Linked DNA regions of Mus musculus: region 2 is linked to region 1. Evidence: chromatin contacts called from public Micro-C data. All regions are on one chromosome and are shown on one strand. Each heading gives the region's core, a stretch centred on a gene start, on an enhancer-like site or on the middle of the called end of the contact. The rest is flanking DNA. Distances are from core to core; before and after follow the strand shown.

Region 1 (4,040 bases), core at 903-3,402:
TTGTACATCAGGAGGCTCCTATTGGCCACACCAGCCTCAGCACCCTATGTCCTGACCTCCACCGCGCCCCACCCCAGCTCTGCCTGTTACCACTCTGACTCAGATGACCTTACAGTTCCTTCTAACACGACTGGAACCGTGGAAACATGACCTGAAACATGACTCAGTCAAGGCTGTGGTGGGGGCACTTGGCCCCACCAGGATTGTTTTAATCCCTGGGTAACTTTAGGCAGGGTCGACACTAAGGTACCTTCTTTAGGCAAACACTCGCGTCCTAAAGCTTCCCTCTGTCGTTTCTCTATAAGACTTCCTTTCCCAGAACCCTTTGTGTCTATGACTGGCTCCATAGTTAGTTGTGTTCACATACTCGGTCTTATGCATACAAAGCAGAGGGCAGCTTTTTGGAACCAGTCCTCTTAGACATGGTTTTCAGGGTTATCTTTAAAACTGCCTTCTTAGAGGAGTGAACCTAACTCAGAGAGAAAAGACCTTTATGTTGAATTTTGGGAATTCCAAAGTAGAGAATGCTCCTAGCACAGCTCAAATGTCTGAGGAAGACAGCCAACGTTACCCACCTGCGATTCTAGCCCAAGCTCATACTTCTGAGATTTCAAGTCATTTTCCTGATGCAGCTCTGGTCTCTCCTGGGTCTAAGAAGTCGGGTTTTCCTTCTTATCATGTTGAATCTAAAGTCATTTATCTCCATTTCCTCGGAGCACTCTATAATCCACCTCCACTTCCATCTAGTGCCTGCAAGCTAGGGAGAGGAAGAGACCCAGGCTACCTGTCCTTCACTATTGCCCCCCTCCCCAACCCTGAGGCAATTAGATTAGCCCCTCCTGAAAACCTTCAAGCACTGAATCCCTGTTGCCTTGTTGCCACTGGACATTAGTCATGATGGGAAATGGTGCCTGTGCCAGCCCTCTAGAGCTCTTCAGAGCTGGAGAGAAGGCATGGTCTGTAAAACACTTGCAGCTCAGGTATGAGGATCTGAGTTCTGTCTAGTAGGACTCGGCCATCTGAGGGATTCTGCCAACATCTTCATGAGATCACTGGTGCCTCCTTGCAAGAACGCACTGCTATCAGGCCTGTGGACTAGGCATTTTCTATAGAAGGAGAGGGTCCCTGGGCCCCCTGTGAGTACCTAGATATTCCTCATGGCTATTTGTGTGCAACCGACCCCATTTTTAAAAGAATCTCCATTTTGTGTAAGAGCAGGGGCTAAATTCTAATTCCAGGAGGAAAATCACACCTATGATGACCACTACCCCCCCCAACCTCCTTAGCAACAGCCAGGCTACAATAGCAGGACCAAGGTACATAGAGATAACCTAAGACATTCTGCAGAGAATAGATAACCTGACTATCCTGGTTGTGAGGTGGTCCTGCCCCCATGTTTATTTACTGCAGATTAGGCCAGAAATGCAGTTTTAAAAATATTAACTTGATTATCTGTACGGAAACTCGCCAAGTTTGCTGTAACCACAATAAAAACCCTGCACCCCTAAACTTGGGGTTCTCATTCTGACCCACTGCGATGGTGAGTGTGTGAGAGACTTTACTCGTGACCTCGTACTAAAAGACCCTTGTGTGTTTGCACCGGAATTGGCTCCTCGGTGGTCTTTGGGGGTCCCTGCTACTTGGGCATGACAGGTGTAGCAGCATGCACTTATAATCGCAGTGCTGGAGATGTGGAGACAGGTGAGTATTTGAAACAATCTGGCCAGCTAGCTTAGCTAAATGGGCAAGGTCTAGGCCAGAGAGAGATGTCTGAAATGGCAAGGGAACTAGCAGAGGGTAGGCAAGGGTAAAGTACTTGACTGGCATTCATGAAGATGTGGCCTCAATCCTCCGAATGGGGATGTAGGGTGTGGAACCCAACCCCCCACCAAAAAACAAAGCCAAGATGGACAGCTCCTGAGGACCACCTGAGGCTGACCTCTGCATCCTCAGGGGTGTGCACAGGGGGGTACAGAGAAGTGAGATGGGCAGGCTGGACCCTCCGTGAGGACAGCAGGGCAGCCCTACGCCCTTCCCACTCTATTGTATGGTTTCTGAGGACTCTGTCCTTCCCCCTCTTAGGTTGGCACAGAGTCCTGAGCCGTCAGCATCATTTTCCACTCTAAACCCTTCTAAGCCCCTCTCCAGCACTCTCTCTCTCTTTATCATGGAAATGAGAAACTGGAAAGGGAAGCGCCTCCTCGCTGATGGCATGCAGCTAGCCCTGGGCCTTTTGTTCCTAGGGCTGATGTCAGGCTGTGGGTTGTGCGACACTGAGCAGTTCACTCCATTCTCATAAGCTGCAATTTCCCCCTGTAAAGTGAGAAAAGAAAACTCAAGTTGTTCCAACTCCCAGCGCACCTCTGTGTGTGTGAGATGGGTTTGTATACATACATGTGCTTGTGTGTATGCATGCACAGGCCAAAGGATGATTTGGGGTGTCGGTCCTCAGGGGCTACTTGTTTTGAGACAAGTCTCTTACTCGGTCCTGGGGCTCACTGACTAGACTGGCTGACCAGCCAACCTCAGGGAGCCCTGTCTTCCCCTCCCCAGCCCTGTGACTACAGGCTTATTGGTCCAGGTGAATTCTGGAGATCAAACACAGGTCTCCATGCTTGTGCTCTGTTAACAACCTAAGCTATCTCCCTAGTCCTCAACCCATCTTTTAACTTCCATTTTACTTCAAGTTCAGAAGCCATTCCCACAGCCCCTGGTGGGACCAGTGAAAATGGCAGCAGCTAGTGAAAACAAAGTTTTGAGATTAGAGTCTGTGTTTCATGTACATGGAACTCAGCTCAGAAGTTTGGGGTTTGGCTATAGGAGAAGGTCTAGTGCTGTCAATCACATTGCTAGGATCTTTATTCATTGTATATGCACTGCATGGTATGAGCACAGCATGGTATGCACACAGCACTATATGTGCACAGCACTGAATGTACACAGCATTGTATGTGCACAGCATCTGGCTTGCTTTGTTTTCTGCACCTACAACTCTTTAGCACATCTGCAGCCTGCCAGTCAAAGCCAGACTGCCAGCTGTTAGTGTGAGCAGACTTTCATTGGAACATAGCCACACCCACTGTGATGGTTTGCATATGTTCCACTCAGGGATTGGCACTATTAGAAGGTGTGGCCCTATTGGAGTTGGTGGGTCACTGTGGGTATGGGCTTTAAGACCCTCATCCTAGCTGCCTGGAAGTCAGTATTCTGCTAGCAGCCTTAAGATGAAAATGTAGAACTCTCAGCTCCTCCTGCACCAAGAAGCCTGGATGCTGCCATGTTCCTGCCTTGATGATAATGGATTGAACCTCTAAACCTGTAAGCCAGCCCCAATGAAATGTTGTCCTAAGAGTTGCCTTGGTCATGGTGTCTGTTCACAGTAATAAAACCAAATAAACTAAGACAGCCACCCTCTTTGTGGTGTATATGACAGCTTTCTTGCTGGTAAGGAAGAACTGAGTAGCTACAACAGAGACTGAAGGAAAGACAAAATGTCTGTTATTTGACCCCTTACATGCAAGGGTTAAAACCAGCTGAGTTCTTCCTGCCTGCAATCCCAACACCCAAGAGCCTGAAGCAGGAGGATTGCTATGAGTTCAAGGTCAGCCGAAGTTAACTAGTAAGGTTCTAATGAAAGACCCACAACGTGAGGACTCCCCCACGTTCTGACTCAGGAGAGGCGACACCCCAAAATCACCAACGAGAAAACGGTCTTGTTGCAAATTGCAAGAGGATTTTTATTTAAGAGCGCTCTCGGGCCCACGGTCATACACCACGCAGGGGTAGAGGACTGTGGCGCCCCGAGTAGCTGGGTAAGGGGGTATTTAAAGGAAGAAACCGAAACTCAAGGAAGTGGGGAGGGCTTTGTTGGAAGATACCAAAGATACCAGTTAAGAGTCACAAGGAAGTGTAAAGTTACAAGAGTCACAAGGAATACCTGGTAATTGTTAACTCTCAAGACAGCTTCTAAGAGCCCCTAACAATAGCACATTTGCATTGCAGGTTCTGGTAATGGCCAGGGTGACTTTCTTTGAATGAGC
Region 2 (4,040 bases), core at 990-3,489, 170 kb after region 1:
CTCACTTCTCACTCAGAGAGACGTGTGGCTCCCACCTGCCAAGCAGCACTGGTCCAGACTTCCTCCTATTGTGTGGCTCATGTCTACCCTCTGAACCTTATTTATTCCTGCCAGGTCTGGCCTTTGCCCTTGTCTCTCACTTATAGTCTCCACTTACATCCCCTCCAGCTGGAGTCCCCTCTGCATTGCTCCCAAGCAAGCCCTTCCCCATTCTTCCACCTCCCTCCCCAAGACTCTTCTGTAGGCATCCTTACCCAGTCATCCCGGCGGGAACCTCTTCTAAATAACTAGAGATTTTATCTGTACCACCTTTAAGGTAATACACTAGAGTGATGTGTGTCTTTTCTTATCCTATTTATTAAACCCTCGGACTGTCTTATTTTTTTTTTTAAAGATTTATTTATTTATTATATGTAAGTACACTGTAGCTGTCTTCAGATACTCCAGAAGAGGGCGCCAGATCTTGTTAGGGATGGTTGTGAGCCACCATGTGGTTGCTGGGAATTGAACTCAGGACCTTCAGAAGAACAGTCGGGTGCTCTTATCTGTTGAGCCATCTCACCAGCCCCCGGACTGTCTTATTTAACTATATGTATTAACTACTTTTCTCATTGCTATGACAACATCATCAAAAGCAACTTACGGAAGGAAGATGGTTTGTTTTTGTTTCTTGATGTGTGTGGGCGTTCGTCTGCATGTAGTCAGTGTACCTTGTACTTCCCTAGTGCCTGTGGCATCCAGAAGAGAACATCCAATCCCCTGGAACTAGAATTGCAGATACTTGTGAGCTACTGTGTAGGTTCTGGCAATAAAACCCAAGTCCTTTTGAAAGGCAGCCAATGCTCTCAGCCCCTAAGCCATCTCTCCAGCCGCAGGAAGGGTTCATATTAGTTAGTGGTTTAAGAAGGCTACATACCTTCATGTCAGGGGTGGCATGGTGGGCAGGAACTGAGTATGAGACATTGTCACATTGGGTCCACAGTCAGGAAGCAGAGAGAGACAGTACTCCGTTCATTCTCCTTTTTGTCAGGACTGGGACCCTGGACCACAGGAATGGTACCATCCACACTCAGGGTGGGCTTTGCTCTCTCAGTTAATGCCCTCTCAGACACTCTCAAAGGTGTGTCTCCTGGGTGATGCTAAGTCCAATCAAGTTAACGCTGAGGTTACCCCTCACACTTTGCCTCTCCCAGAATTCCTTGGACACCGTAGGTCTTCAGTAATCCCTTGTTACATGGATGAATGAAAATTACTCCATGTTTGGTCTAAAAATTCATGGAGAATTTCAACCTACAATTGTCCAGCTTCCCTTCTATTGCTGTGAAGAGACACCATGGCCAAGACGACTCTTATAAAAGAGCATTTAATTGAGGGCTTGCTTACAGTATAAGAAGGTGGTGAGCCCATGATCACCATGGTGGCAGACAGACAGCGGTGGCAATGGAGCAACGCAGTAGCTGAGCGCTTTGCATCCTGATCTGCAGGCAGTAGGCAGAGAGACACTGCACCTGGCATGGAGTTTTGAAACCTCAAAGCCCGCCACCAGTGACACACCTCCTCCAACATGGCTCCACTAGTCCACACCTCCAAGATGGCTTCACTCAATGGTGACCAAGCATTCAAACTTGTGAGCCTGTGCGGGTCATTCTCTCGTCACACCACCACACCTTATGTAAAACAACTTTATTCATCTGGCTAAATGAGTTCTACCTGGTCCACCCTGACCGCGTGTGTGTGTGTGTGTGTGTGTGTGTGTGTGTGTGTGTGTGTGTGTGCGCGTGTGTGTGTGTGTGTGTCTGTCTGTCTGTCTGTCTGTCTGTCTGCTGTCCGTCTATGTTATTTTATTCTTGGGTTTTATTGCACACACACACACACAAAGGATATTAGAAGAATTACTTAATGTTTGGCATCGAAGAGTGCATGTGATCCGGAAGCAGAATCACTCCAGCTCCTCTGGAAAGCCTAGAGAATCACCCTAACATCTCCCTAATGCAGCCCGAGTCCGGGCTGAAGCCCACAACCCTTTCCATTTTCTTCCGGGCCAGAGGTTCAAACACTGTTGCTGACGGGCCCAGCCAAGTCTGCAGTCTCAGGACGGAGTGTGTGCTCTGACCAGTCTTTCTTCTCCAGCAGAATGGGGATGGCTTTGTTTCGCCATTCTCTCCTCTCCTCTAAGGGTGCCAGACACACAAAACGGTGATTAAGCAAAGATTAAAATTCCATTTGGATGAGTGAGTGAGTGAGTGAGCGGCTGTTGAGGCCATGATGGATTCCTTTGGAATGCTGACTAAGAGCACGTGGGTCCCAGACACAGTCAGTCTGAACACATCAACATGCGTTTACAGTTTGCTGTCTGAAGGGATTTCCAGTCCATTTGCCAGGTTTTCCAGCTAGCTCACATCCTCAAGGTGTTCCTTCTCTTTGTCTTCATTGCCTGTGGCAAGGGAACGTTCCTGAAGCTGGGGGGGAAGGAAAAGTGTCAGAAGATGATTGCAAACAAAGAAAATGATCTCAGCTTTCAGAGACACACACCCCTGGGTGTGCAGTGTTACGGAGTACCTCTGGGTTGAAGTCTTGGGGTGCTTCTTTATGTAATATTACATGATCAATGTTACTTAAGGGTTGTGTGCCTGGAGCTCAGTGGGTCAAAAACAAGCTGGTTTTGAGTCCCCAGGACTCTGGGCAAGCAGGAGTGTGTCATCCCAGCACCTGACACTCATTTCCGAGGCTCTGCCCTGGTTGTAGCCGGCAGTCAGCCACCTGCGGTTCCAGAGCACAAGGAAAGGGGTTTGAATTGGCATGAAGCCAGGAGGAGGTCAAAGTCTTAGTCCAAAAAGAGAGTAAAATGCCACAATTATGTGTTATATGGACTGCATGTCGAAATGCTAATGTTTTCGAAGAAGGTGGGTTAGGTTCAATGAAATGTATCGGGGCTCCAGAGATGGCTTAGTGGTTAAGAGGGTGCCCTGGTCTTATAGAGGACCTACCTTCAGGACTAGCACCTGTGACTGGCAGCTCCCAACTGCTGGTAACTCCAGCTGCAGGGGCTCCAATGCCCTCTTCTGGCCTCTACAGCAATATCCCTACACACACACACACACACATCAAAATTAAATACATCCTTAAAAAATAAATACGTTACTCAAACTAACATCATGTATTTCTTGATTGTTCCTTTGGAGTGCTGAGGACCGAACCCAGGGCCTCATGAACGCTAAGCAAGCACTCCACCATTGAACTACACCCCTTAGCCTCTGCTTATTTTTATTTTCTTTTGGCCTGTGACATTGTCTCACTGTGTAGGCTATGTTGGCCTAGAGCTGGTGGTCTTCCTGCCTCTACCTCCCGAGTGTTTGGATTACAGGGGCTTACCGCCACGCCTCGTTTTCTTTCTTCAATGTGGAAAGCAGCTTGCTTTGCCTACCAGGGCTGTCTCAGTACCTTCCCGTTGGGCAGCAACACACTGGGCACTTTGTCCTGTGGATGAGTGTGCCCGTCTTTCCTTCCTCTCCTGGGTGGTGAGTTTCCAAGGGGTTGTACTGAGCTTCTGTGTCCCCCCTGGCCTCAGCCCATCTAGCAGGCACATGGCTGGCACTCAGGAAGATGCTGAGGGCTGGACAGGCAATAGTGTTCTCCTTAAGCAGTGTAGCCTCTGGACCATTGTTATTGCCAATATTCCCTTTTTCTTCTTTTTCATAGTTTCTTCTTTGTCTTAATTTTCTTCTTTTATTTCTGAAGGAATTACACAGTCGACAAAAAAAGACATTTTTCTTGGGAGCTGAACAAAGGCTGAAGGACTGGCATAACAAGGAGGCTATCAGGAGGGACGCACAGCGCGTAGGTATGGAGGGCGCGGCCGAGTGTGGGCATCGTGTAAGTGTGCCATGGGTGTATGCGCATGTGCTGAATGTGTTAGAGGTGTCTGGACCCCTTGTTCACTTCCTGCCTGCCACCGTCTTTCCTAATAACCGTACCTACCTTTCACCCATCTGACCTCAGCTGTCAGCACCAGATCCACTGACTTCACATTCGCCCTGCCA

What was found. A called contact is a pair of places that touch in the nucleus more often than the background predicts.
Region 2: a Micro-C map of embryonic stem cells shows a contact between it and region 1, with 1.8 times the contacts expected there. The contact joins two enhancer-like sites. A contact is called at or near these places in 4 of 15 datasets of contacts at CTCF or cohesin (CD8 T cells, the G1E-ER4 cell line, the NIH/3T3 cell line and 1 more), 25 of 484 Hi-C or Micro-C datasets (the Ba/F3 cell line, CD4 T cells, the G1E-ER4 cell line and 14 more), 8 of 115 datasets of contacts at active chromatin or transcription factors (differentiating embryonic stem cells, embryonic basal ganglia, embryonic stem cells and 3 more) and 1 of 9 other capture datasets (embryonic stem cells).

Annotation. Positions count from the first base shown.
Region 1 is chr11:57,551,094-57,555,133 of GRCm38.p6, forward strand. No RefSeq gene overlaps it. Among named protein-coding and RNA genes, the nearest start is that of Gm51895, 5.2 kb to the right of the region's middle. Within about 2 kb of position 2,153, at least 24 of the 459 cell types and tissues checked have an H3K27ac peak or open chromatin away from gene starts, as enhancers often do. A contact at or near this core is called in embryonic stem cells, where this site is marked.
Region 2 is chr11:57,717,557-57,721,596 of GRCm38.p6, forward strand. It overlaps Galnt10 (polypeptide N-acetylgalactosaminyltransferase 10), which reads left to right. Exons shown (of 12, transcript NM_134189.2): 2 at 3,739-3,841. Among named protein-coding and RNA genes, the nearest start is that of Gm46282, 13 kb to the left of the region's middle. Within about 2 kb of position 2,240, at least 90 of the 459 cell types and tissues checked have an H3K27ac peak or open chromatin away from gene starts, as enhancers often do. A contact at or near this core is called in embryonic stem cells, where this site is marked.